Linked DNA regions of Anas platyrhynchos: region 2 is linked to region 1. Evidence: chromatin contacts called from public Hi-C data. All regions are on one chromosome and are shown on one strand. The core of a region is the stretch at or near the end of the contact, and the rest is flanking DNA. Distances in the headings are between cores, read along the strand shown. Region 1 holds the start of LOC101793404 (secreted frizzled-related protein 2). Region 2 overlaps MAPK11 (mitogen-activated protein kinase 11).

Region 1 (5,173 bases), core at 730-3,229:
TTTGCCATCATTATTCAAGAAAAAAACTCTTGCTAGTGCCAGAGGAAATTTTGCTTAGAGAAGAATTGCCCATAATGTCTCTATTCACATATTTTAGGCACATTTATTTATTTGTGAAACCTTACAGGCACTATGCAAGCTTGCTGCTTGAGCAAAGCCCTTACAATGAAGTCTGACATTTACACCAATGCTTCAGGTCCGTTGTTTCCAGTGGCATCAAAGAGACGAGAGTTTGGCCAGCCATTTAATGGTATCATGTCAAATTCTGGTGGCCTTTCCTCCAGGTAGCTGGAGTAGGGAGAAGTTAGATGCAAAATGCTGTCAAGTGAGTTAAAAGGGATCGGCTCCAGGCCTGCTGGAGTCAGCTGAGCACTCACCCAGCCTTTTAGGTGCTTAACTGATAGAGCTATCTCCTCTAACAGCCAGAAGCCAGACATAATTTTCAAGACTTAATGTGTTTCTGCCTTATCGTGATAATCAGTAGCTGGCTACAGGCCACAGACAAAGAAAGTATTGGGGATAGGCAAGACAACCCTGTTTACTTTCTCAATGGACTACAAATAGTTGGTATGTACTTGCTGTTTACATGTAGGCAAGACGACTGATCCCCCACAGTCCTATGAAACACTCCTGAGCCTACTTTTACTGTCTTGTGTTCACAGAGGTTTAGAAATAATTTGGCACATTCTCCTTTCAAACTAGATTTTTATTTTATTTGTAGCTGCTTGATACAGATGCCTGAGAGGGGATGCAGCTCTGATACACATTTCTGTGACAGGAAAAAACAGTCAGCAAACTGATAACAATGGGAAAAATAACCCTAAGAAGTTTGATTTTTTACAATAAATAAAGAAGGAAAGAAAGAAGGAAGGAAAGAAAGAAAAGGGAAGGAAGAAAGGAAGAAAGGAAGAAAGAAATAAAAAGAAAAAAGTAAGAAAGACTAGGAAGGAAGGAAGGAAATGAATGAGTGAGTGACTGGAACAAACAAACAAGTGGCTATTACCACTGGCTTTGTGTGAAAGGTGCTCACCCAATACATGATAATTGTGTAAAAAATTGAATTCAGCCTGTACCATGAGACTCTATCACGTAGCACACTGGATATTGTCCAAAACTAGCTGCAAGACAGCTAATCTCCCCGTGCCCTTTTTCCATCCCTGACTAATCTGGTCTGCTTCGGAAATGCTACTCACTCGGGTTTTGTATAGCATTCACCGTATCTGTGCTTTTAGGTGATGCTGTCAGAATCTGTGTGAGTCTTTACATGCCTGTTCCCAATCCTTGCAGTATCTGAATGCTTCACATTCAAATGCGTTTATCTTCCAGCACCCCCAGTACTGTCACCCAGAAGTGCTGTCACCTAAGTCTATGGGTGAGGTGAGTAAAATTTACAGGTTAAACAGGAAGCTTGTGGTGATGGCAGAAACTAAATCTGGGTCATGCCAAGCACCAACTTTCTCTTTCGCTATTAAAACAAATTCTCCTCTGGGTTAACCAATTACCAGGAACAAGGACAGAGCTCAGCATGCCAGGGCAATGAGCCTTCAACTGTCCTGTTACAGATTTGTAAGGAAATCCAGTATATCTATTCTTTAAAAATCAAAGCAATGCTTTAAAATTCTTTAAAAATCTTTAAAAATTAAAGCCTTTGTGATGAGTAAAAAAAAAAAAAAAAAAAAAAAAAAAAAAAAAAAAACCTCTGCTGGTTTACAGATATCACACACGGCCTAAGAGTTTTTTAATACAATAAAGGAAAACATTATGAAATAAATGCTGCCCCACAGAATAAGCATGTTCATCCAGCAAAGCTGCCTTCACTGCAACAGCTGCCTCTCTGAAGCCTCCTTTTGGGACTCCAGGTACATTGTTGTAAGCTTTGGTCCTTGTCTAAGAGCCTTGGACTTCTGCAGTTACACTTCAGATAAATTCCAGTTGAATATTACAACCACTGCTTAGATTAAATCCAAAAGTCCCTAGATCTGCCAGTTTGCTCTCAAATTCCTAGTTTCTTTGAAGAAAAATTCAGTCCCCTTTCTTATTACGGTCTGACTGGTGGCTCCGGGTTAATCTCCGTCTGTCTCCCTGGGAACAGTCAAAGGAGGCAGAACAGAGGTGGGCAGGGTCTCCAGCAACTATTCGTGTTATCAGGGTCCATCAGCAGGTGACCATTTCTCATATCCAGCAACAATAAATACAGCCCATGGCTAATGGACCGACTGCACGGCTTTCTTCAAACATTTCAGAGAGAATTAGCTGGGCTCCAGACTTTGAGACCAAAGTTTCCCCAAACCTCAGGTCCTATGCTTTATGCTGACCAGTCAAAATACATGCAGATCCTGCAATTCTCTTGATAGTTTGCAGAACTAAAAATATTTCATTTTATTTTATATAGCCTTTATTTGATCAATCTCTGCATATGTACCACTACAATTAGAAATACCTCTCCTCTGTCAGCTACTGTGTAATTTGAATGTTTAGCTGGCGTGGCAACAGTAAATCACAGTTTACTGTGTTCACAGAAGCGAGATGTGCATGTATTTACATGATTATTTCTTTTTTTTTTTCCATACAATGTCAATGAACAGCTGAGCATTTGCAAAAAAAAGGAGAATTCATGGCACAGCGACACAGGTGCTGCAACTCATACTTCTGCCAAGGATCCAGCGTCTGACGGACCTGAAACACTCTCCAAGCAATGGCAATCTACTTTGTGTGCCCATCTGTAATAACTGTGCTACATGGCTCTTGCTAAAAATGATAAATGATAATGACTTGCTGTCAAAACAAGTTTCAAGGTAACACCTGCTCATGAGTAATATCAAAATAATTAAGTCTACATAGAAGCATAGCCAAAATCTTTCCCTTGCTTAAAACTGACTTGTGAGTGTGCGGAAAGGAAGTGTCAAATTGTCAAATTCTACAGTAAATAACGATGCTGAAAATGACACAGTCTAGGCAATCTGGCCTAGATAACATCTTGAACCCCATGACTGTCAGAATAGAACAGAGGCAGAAGCTCCCCCAAATGATCCTTTTTTTTCTGACAGAAGGCAGCCAACAAAAATGACAGACTGGGATTATGGATAACGCTCTGGCTTCACATCCAGCCTAAAACCAAATGCAGTGATAGGTATCAAGCAAAGACATTTGTGTCTGTTTTGTTCTCAGAGCCAGTGACAATTATTTATCTGCCAAGCATATTTAGATACACTATGCTTCAGCACCTATGACAAAGACATGAAGTCTTCCTGTTCCCTGGGTAAACTTCTTCAAAAGAAGAAAGAAAAGCAAAATAGATGGACTGCCACTTCTCTGGTAGTCTGCACTGACAGCTAAAATCATGGCGGTTCTTCTTCCACACCCTTCAGTCCCCCAGGTTCCAGCTAAAGTGCTGTGCCACAGAGAGAGCTGCATGATGCCTTTTGTCTCCTTATGTCTCCGGAGTGGTCAAGCCATCAGCCTCCAACTATTCCACTGTACTGGCAGAGTAAACCAATTTTCTTTAGCATTAGGAAATGGTGACCCACTGAAAGTCAAGTCACTAGAAGCAAGGAATTCAAAGACAGCTGACCTACTTTGTAACATATCTAAGGCTGAAAGAAGCTTTAAGGTACAGCTCTGTGTTGGCCCATAAATGACCAAGCTCCTGAGAAACCCTGGTAGGAAACTGACTCAGAGGTACACAATTATTTATTTCTAAGACAGTTCCTATGGAGACTAAGTTTGTCAGGAGAGGTATTAGCTGTTATTAGATCATCTTTTTCTCACACTCTCTCATTATCCCTGTGTCTATTCTGTCCATTAATGATGTCCCACAGGGAGTTCTCAAAATCAGGTCTCTTAGATCACAAGCCAGCAAGCATGATTTCAGGCATAGCGTGAGCACAGCCCTCGCATGAGGGCACGTGTCCAGGCTGTTTGCAAGGCACAGAGGGGATGGGAAGGGCAGCGCGAGCCCCGTTTGGTGGCACCATGGAGGCCATTCCTGCAGAGCAGCGCAGGCACAGCTCATGGCTGCCAAAATGGCTGCCACCTGTGACCGGGGCCACATGGGTGCTGTCACAGCCAACTTGCTGTGTTCATGAGTGGGTATAGATCATCTCAGTAGCTGTGTGGAGTTATTTTGGATGTGAACATGTTCCTCAGTTCATATCCGAGGGTCATAACTATGCAGCTGTGCTCACTCCAAAGCTTGTTGGCTCTGGAAATTCCTTTTTGTGTGTCCAGGCCTACAAAGCCCAAACTGGCTTCCAGCAGAGCCTGCTAAGCACTTCTGCAAGGAGATCCCAAAACATACTCTTGTTACTTTCTTTCTTTCTTTTTCTTTTTTTCTCCATCAGACGACACTTTCCAGACCCTTAATATATATATATGTCTCAGAAATGTGCCTGTAACACCATGCTATACACACAACGGAAGGGTTTCCTTTACCAGAGATCTTGACACCTTATTTCAGGTAATGACCAGATGAGAAAAGTACAACAAAATAATGCTATTAGGGCCAGAGAAGAATTTGATTAATTTCATAAAATTATGGGGTGACTTGGTAAAGACATTAGCAACATGGATAGATGCAGAAATCTGCTGGCTAAGCGTGAACTTTATTTGTAACTCTCAGTTTCACTCCAGCTGCTGGGGGTTGAAGTGACATTAATGTCAGAGATGTCCAGGTGCCTTTTTTTTCCCGATATATTTAAACAGATACCATAAATTTGCCAGTAGCTTAGAATAAAGAAAAGAGCTAGAGAGGAATCAGTGCGGGTTTGTCATTGATTTCAAAGATGCTAGGACTAATACTCTAACATTTAGGTATAAACATGTAAATGATAGGCAGCACAGTGTCTAAATGTACTACATATAGGTATAACACAAAAAGCTGCTCTTTCTGAAAATTACATTTCAGTCAAGCACCAGAAATACTAGATGGCACACTGTTATGAATATACTTTGGTCTAGTAATCTAGGCAGATATTTTACAGTTGATCCACATACATATTGTTAGCATCTAAACATTTCTGCTAATAAATCATGTGATAAGAAAGGGTAATTAAGTCAAGCCAAAACAAACTAGTTGGAGAAATATTTTCATCAAGCTAAAAATTTCCACAAAATGTTTTGTTTAGAACTTCAACTCTTTTAAATATCAAATATTCTGACTTTTCTATTCGTAACG
Region 2 (5,158 bases), core at 1,031-3,530, 74 kb before region 1:
GGGAGAACATCGGCTCGTTTATATCCTTGATCTTGGAAAGGACAGGCAGCAAAAATGCCTGGCGTAACTGCCTGGGGTTCTGGGTCAAGAGCAATCATGTCTAAAAGGGCTGTTGCTAAGATTGATACAAAACTGTTCCTGGTAGAATAAAATATAGTTTGAATTGTGTTTCTTTTTGTGTTGTGATAGGAATTCTGTCTAACGTGGTGTTCCGACATACTGCTGAGGCGTGAGGGCGTGCTGCTCTGTGGTAGTGGTAGAAATACCAACAATATGCAATTAAAAACTCACTTTCACTGTTTTCTACGAATGAAGTGTCAAGGCGATATCCCTTTGCAAGTATCAAAGTTTATCTCCGTGGTATTATGCTACATGAGATAATGTAACCATCAGCAGCCGGACACCCGAGGATAAGTAACCTGAGAAACTCGGGTAGCAGCAGGTGAACCGCTGGGAGGATGCTTTGTGGCCAGGTGGAAGCATTTTTTACACCACTGGCTTGCCAAAGGAGCTCCCAAGGACCCACAAGAGTAGAAAATGCCTTGCAAAAGGAAAAGGAGCTGTGAGTTTCTGGCAGTTGTTGGGGAGATGCTGCAAAGGCCAAGCCTGACAGGGAAGTGCCCTCAGTTTGAAGGCAGAGGTGGGAAGAATGTGAGTGCAGTGCATTGTAAGGGAAGGTGAGGGTCTCCAACCCTTTTTTTTTTTTAATAACAGCACACCTTTGGCTTGTTTGAAGGAGCTGTTTGGGCTCGTTTTCATCAGCAGCTGGTCACAGGCCCCAGAGGAAGGGTTTCTGGTGGCACCAGGCAGAGCTGGGCCCTCAGAGCTGCCATGGCCGGCACCAGAGGCCTGCTGTCCGGGGAGCCGGTCTGGAGGCCAAATGCTCTGAGGAAAATGGCACGGGCAGGGACACAGTTAGTCCTGGTGCCTAACAGCTCACACAGGGGGTCATGAGGGACTCAGGGGACAACTCAGATCACAGCTGTGATGGTAGAACAGGGAGAGGCAGAGACCGAGTCCAAACTCAGAGATGGGAAGAAATGAAGGCAGCAGCCTTCTGCCTCCGAGCAGAGGTCACTGACACTAGTCACCCTTGGATCTGAGAAAGAAAAGAGTCCTAACAAAGCAAAATCTATTGTTTTGAATGCTTCAGAGTTAATAACTTGAAATATGATGATGGTAAATGAGGAAAAAGCTTGAAGGCATTAGCTCTGATTGTCACTTGCCACAGCTCCTTGCCTGTGAGGGAACACGTTTAGACCAAGACCGCGCCTGGCCTGTTCAGCTGCGGTTCATCATTTCCCATTGGAGGTCAAATTCAAGTTTCTGTTTGCTTTTGTGTTTTTGTTGTTGATGTTGTGGGTGTTTTTGTTGTTGTTGGTCCTCATGTGTTTCCATCCTGGGTCTAAAAAGCTGCTGTCATAAGAATTACTGAAAGTGGAAAATAGTTTATACCATCTGAAAGCTTTGCAGCCTTGAGTCATATGGAGGGTAAAAAGCAATCTGTCTTAAAGATCAGCAGTTTTTAAAATGCTGAAACCCACGTTTGACCTTAGAATTGGGAGGAAAGGGATGTTTATCATGATAATGGGATTTAAAGCCTAATTCCTCCTAGCCTTGTATAACGTACACAGTATTTCACAAACCGGTACAACAGTGAGTGGGAAGGCTTGTGAACTGCCAGAATAGTTGAGATGTTAAGCACAGATTGCTGTTTTGGGCAATTTTATTTATTTATCTGTATAAACATTTCCTTTTTACTGGAAGAAGTTAGAATGGATCTAGCAAGTATGTATTTCTGAGGCTGTGGTGCTCTCCATTGGCTTCGTTGACCAGGATTACACTCATGGCAATTTTGTCTCATCTTTGTTACACTAACAGTGAAGCACTGGCTTCCCTTCTATTTCTTCAGATTGATTTTTGCAACCTTCACGTTGTGTTTGTGGCCACTCGTGTGGTATTTATCATGTCTTTATTGTCAGTTCTTCTTGCACCATCCATTGCTTGAGCTCCTCCATACATTTGAGTAACACAGTGTCCTCATATCCTGAATAACTGTGTCCCTACCCTTCTGTCAGAACAAGTGTCTTATCATGTCCTGTCCACCTCTCCTCAGGGTGATATGGGTCTTCTCCTACTTCCTATGCTTTCTTTCTTCTGCTCAGGGAAAGCCCTTCCTGAGGTGCTCTGCAAAGCCACAACCCTCTACACCTTTAAAACTTCCCTGAAGATCCACTTCTGAGATGCTTGCAAGAAACTGGCTAAGTAATCTGCTTATCTATTTCATTTATCTCGTGAGTGACTCACTCCTTCCATGGTGCCTGCAAGAAACTTGTTGATTAAATCTACTTCCTCTTACTCTGTTTTTATTGAATAAAACACTGCTGGATTGTGCTCTGCATTGGCCTTCTGAGAGATTCGGTGAAGTCTAAGATAGCTGGATCATGATCATCTTTTTGATGTCACTGTTCTTGCTACCCATGTGTTGTTTGTATCTGGTTTTGCTTCTTGTTAGAAACACTGCCTTGTCCTCTAGCTGACTGGAAATGAAGAGTTTCTGCTGCACTTGGCTCTTCATGACTTTCTGGTGGGCCAAATACGTGTAGGAGTCCACCACCTTGGAGCTGATTGTAGGCTTAGTGTAATAGTTTGGGAGCCACTCCAGGCAAGACAGATCTTTTTGTCTCTAACAGGTGATCTTACTGCAATTCTCAGGAGTGTTTTAAACACTGACCATGAGGAGCTACTAGCACCTAGTGTGCCTATTGACCACTGTCATCCTATACTGTGCATTTTTTCATGTTATTTAATTTTCAGTGTTTTGTAACTCAAAAATGTTCTGGAAGATGAATATGCCAGGGTTCTGTGCTTGCTAATGCTGTTGCTAGCAATTGCAGATAGTGTTGTCTACAGTTTAAACAGAATTTCTAGGCATTAGAATTGAACAAAATTTTAATTTAATGAATAACAAAACAAAATTTTAATTTAATGAATAACAATTTAAAGCAATTCTTTCTGTAATATGAGAAAGTGGAAAACTGAAGAGAAAGTAGCAAACTGAATATTTTTGTAATCATACAGTTTAGTGTCATGAAGTAAAATATAAAGGGATCGTTTCTATTCCTGTGCTACACTGCAGACTGTACTGTGCCGTGTTGTATTTGTCATGTCTTGTAATGCACAAAAACCACCAGTGGGTTTCCCTTTCCCGCAAATGCTTATGTCTGTATTTAGTGTCCTCTTCCGTGGGACATCTCCATACGTATGAAGTTAAGCACGTGCTTTATGTCAGCAGGATCTGTGGGCTGCAGTTCAAGGCATGTACCTGTTGTTCATTTGTTACTGGCATTTCCCGAGGAAACGTGATGGGAACTGTCTTTGAATGCTCATGGTTACTGCTGACTAGCTTCCCCCCGTTGCAGTCCATGAGCAGAAGGTAAAAGAGGGCAAAGGAAGGAGCAGGAATCCCCTGCAGAGCTTAAGTTTCTCCAGAGAACTACAGTGAACTAATGGAGAGCTTTGAAACAGGACATGCCTTCAACATAGACTTTTTTTTTTCTTGTAGTTCAGCTTATGATACCAAAACAAGACAGAAGGTGGCAGTAAAAAAGCTTTCAAGACCTTTCCAATCGCTTATTCATGCAAGGAGGACCTACCGAGAGCTTCGGTTGCTGAAGCATATGAAGCATGAGAACGTAAGTGGAGAGTGAGTGCTTTTCCTTCTGATTTTTATGACACAAGTTTGTAATATAGGCTGAATTTCAAGTAGGTACAGTCTTGTTAGGAAAGTATATACAGCTCTCTTTCTGGCTACCCAGGATACCTGGGCCTAGCTATCTCATCTGTAGCAAAGTCACTGACTGTAAAGTAGAGGTTTTCAGTAAAAAGCTGCCTTTTTATTATAAAATGATCCAGTTTGATCTTGAATATCCAGCTAACAAAATCTGAAACAAGTGGTCCTACTCTTCTGTAACTGAAGTAATAGAGTGTGCTGCTCACTGCTATTGGATGCTAATGAAACATCAGTCCAGGAAAAGAAGAATACCTCAAACCTGCTTTTGCTGAATTTGGATTCTACTGAGAAATTAAGACAGATACTCTCATTGAAATTAGGGACAATGTAATACCTAGATGAAAGATAGTGGAACATCAAGCCCCAAACAATTCAGTACTTACGCCTAAGTTTATGAGATAGTTTATTTCAATGAGAGTATCCACTTGCTTAAAAGTAACTTGATGAATGGAGGCCTGAATAAAATATGGTGGATTTAAAAGTATCATGCAAAAGGAATGCTAAAAACATTAATTAACAGCAGAACAAGATAACTCGTGAAATTGTGCATAATATTAAGTATAGTGAGTATACAAACCAACTTTTCTGTAGTGAGACATTACCTTTCCTGTCTTTATCTTTGATCATCTAAAGTCTTGTTCTACTTCTTGTAATTAATAGATTTTTTAATTAGCCATGGAAATAGCTGCATCTCTACCTGCATAAACCACCTGTTGTTTGCAAGATGAACATGTGTTGTGTATTTGTACGCTTCCTGTCAAAAATTCTAAGCACTGTCAATACTAATTATATATCGCTTTATGTATTTATAAAACTAAAATGTCAATTCTCTTGTCTTTCAGGTTATAGGATTGCTAGATGTTTTTACACCTGCAACATCAATAGAAAATTTTAATGAAGTGTAAGTAAAATTTTAAAATAATTCTGACTAGTTAGTAACTAGGTACCACTCTAGTTTTAAAAAGGAAGCACATACTTTTCGAATAGACTTGAAGCCAAAGTCGGTTTTGTGTGAAGAACTTTAATTGTGAATCTTTCAACAATTTTTCCCTAAAAAGAAAAGCCAGAGAACAGGCCTTATTTTCATACTTTTTTGAATGATGACATATTATAGCTATCTCGTAAATGGGTTGGTGTTGCATGAATGGCAGTAAACTTAAAAATTCTTCAGTTCAGTTGTCTGTTAGCTGTAGATTATTTCTTCAGTTACATGGGATTGTTCAGGAGTGCAGGAAAGTATTTTGTTGGCTAACTTAAGCAAGGTAAATTTAGGCTAGATTCCCAACTAACCTAGGGCTGGTTGTATTTCGGTGTTACTCAAACAGACCATTTATATTGAGTTGTTCTTGGTTTGCATCTGGGATA

The links. A called contact is a pair of places that touch in the nucleus more often than the background predicts.
Region 2: a contact with region 1 is called in a Hi-C map of F1 follicle, with 2.7 times the contacts expected there. The contact joins the enhancer-like site here to the promoter of LOC101793404 in region 1. A contact is called at or near these places in 3 of 8 Hi-C or Micro-C datasets (F1 follicle, liver and subcutaneous adipose tissue).

Annotation. Positions count from the first base shown.
Region 1 is chr1:21,298,511-21,303,683 of IASCAAS_PekinDuck_T2T, reverse strand. It overlaps LOC101793404 (secreted frizzled-related protein 2), which reads left to right and starts at 1,979. Exons shown (of 6, transcript XM_072033042.1): 1 at 1,979-4,085; 2 at 4,341-4,456.
Region 2 is chr1:21,372,408-21,377,565 of IASCAAS_PekinDuck_T2T, reverse strand. MAPK11 (mitogen-activated protein kinase 11) reads left to right here. Exons shown (of 12, transcript XM_027458243.3): 2 at 3,566-3,695; 3 at 4,636-4,694. Among named protein-coding and RNA genes, the nearest start is that of MAPK11, 13 kb to the left of the region's middle. Within about 2 kb of position 2,280, at least 3 of the 8 cell types and tissues checked have an H3K27ac peak or open chromatin away from gene starts, as enhancers often do. A contact at or near this core is called in F1 follicle, where this site is marked.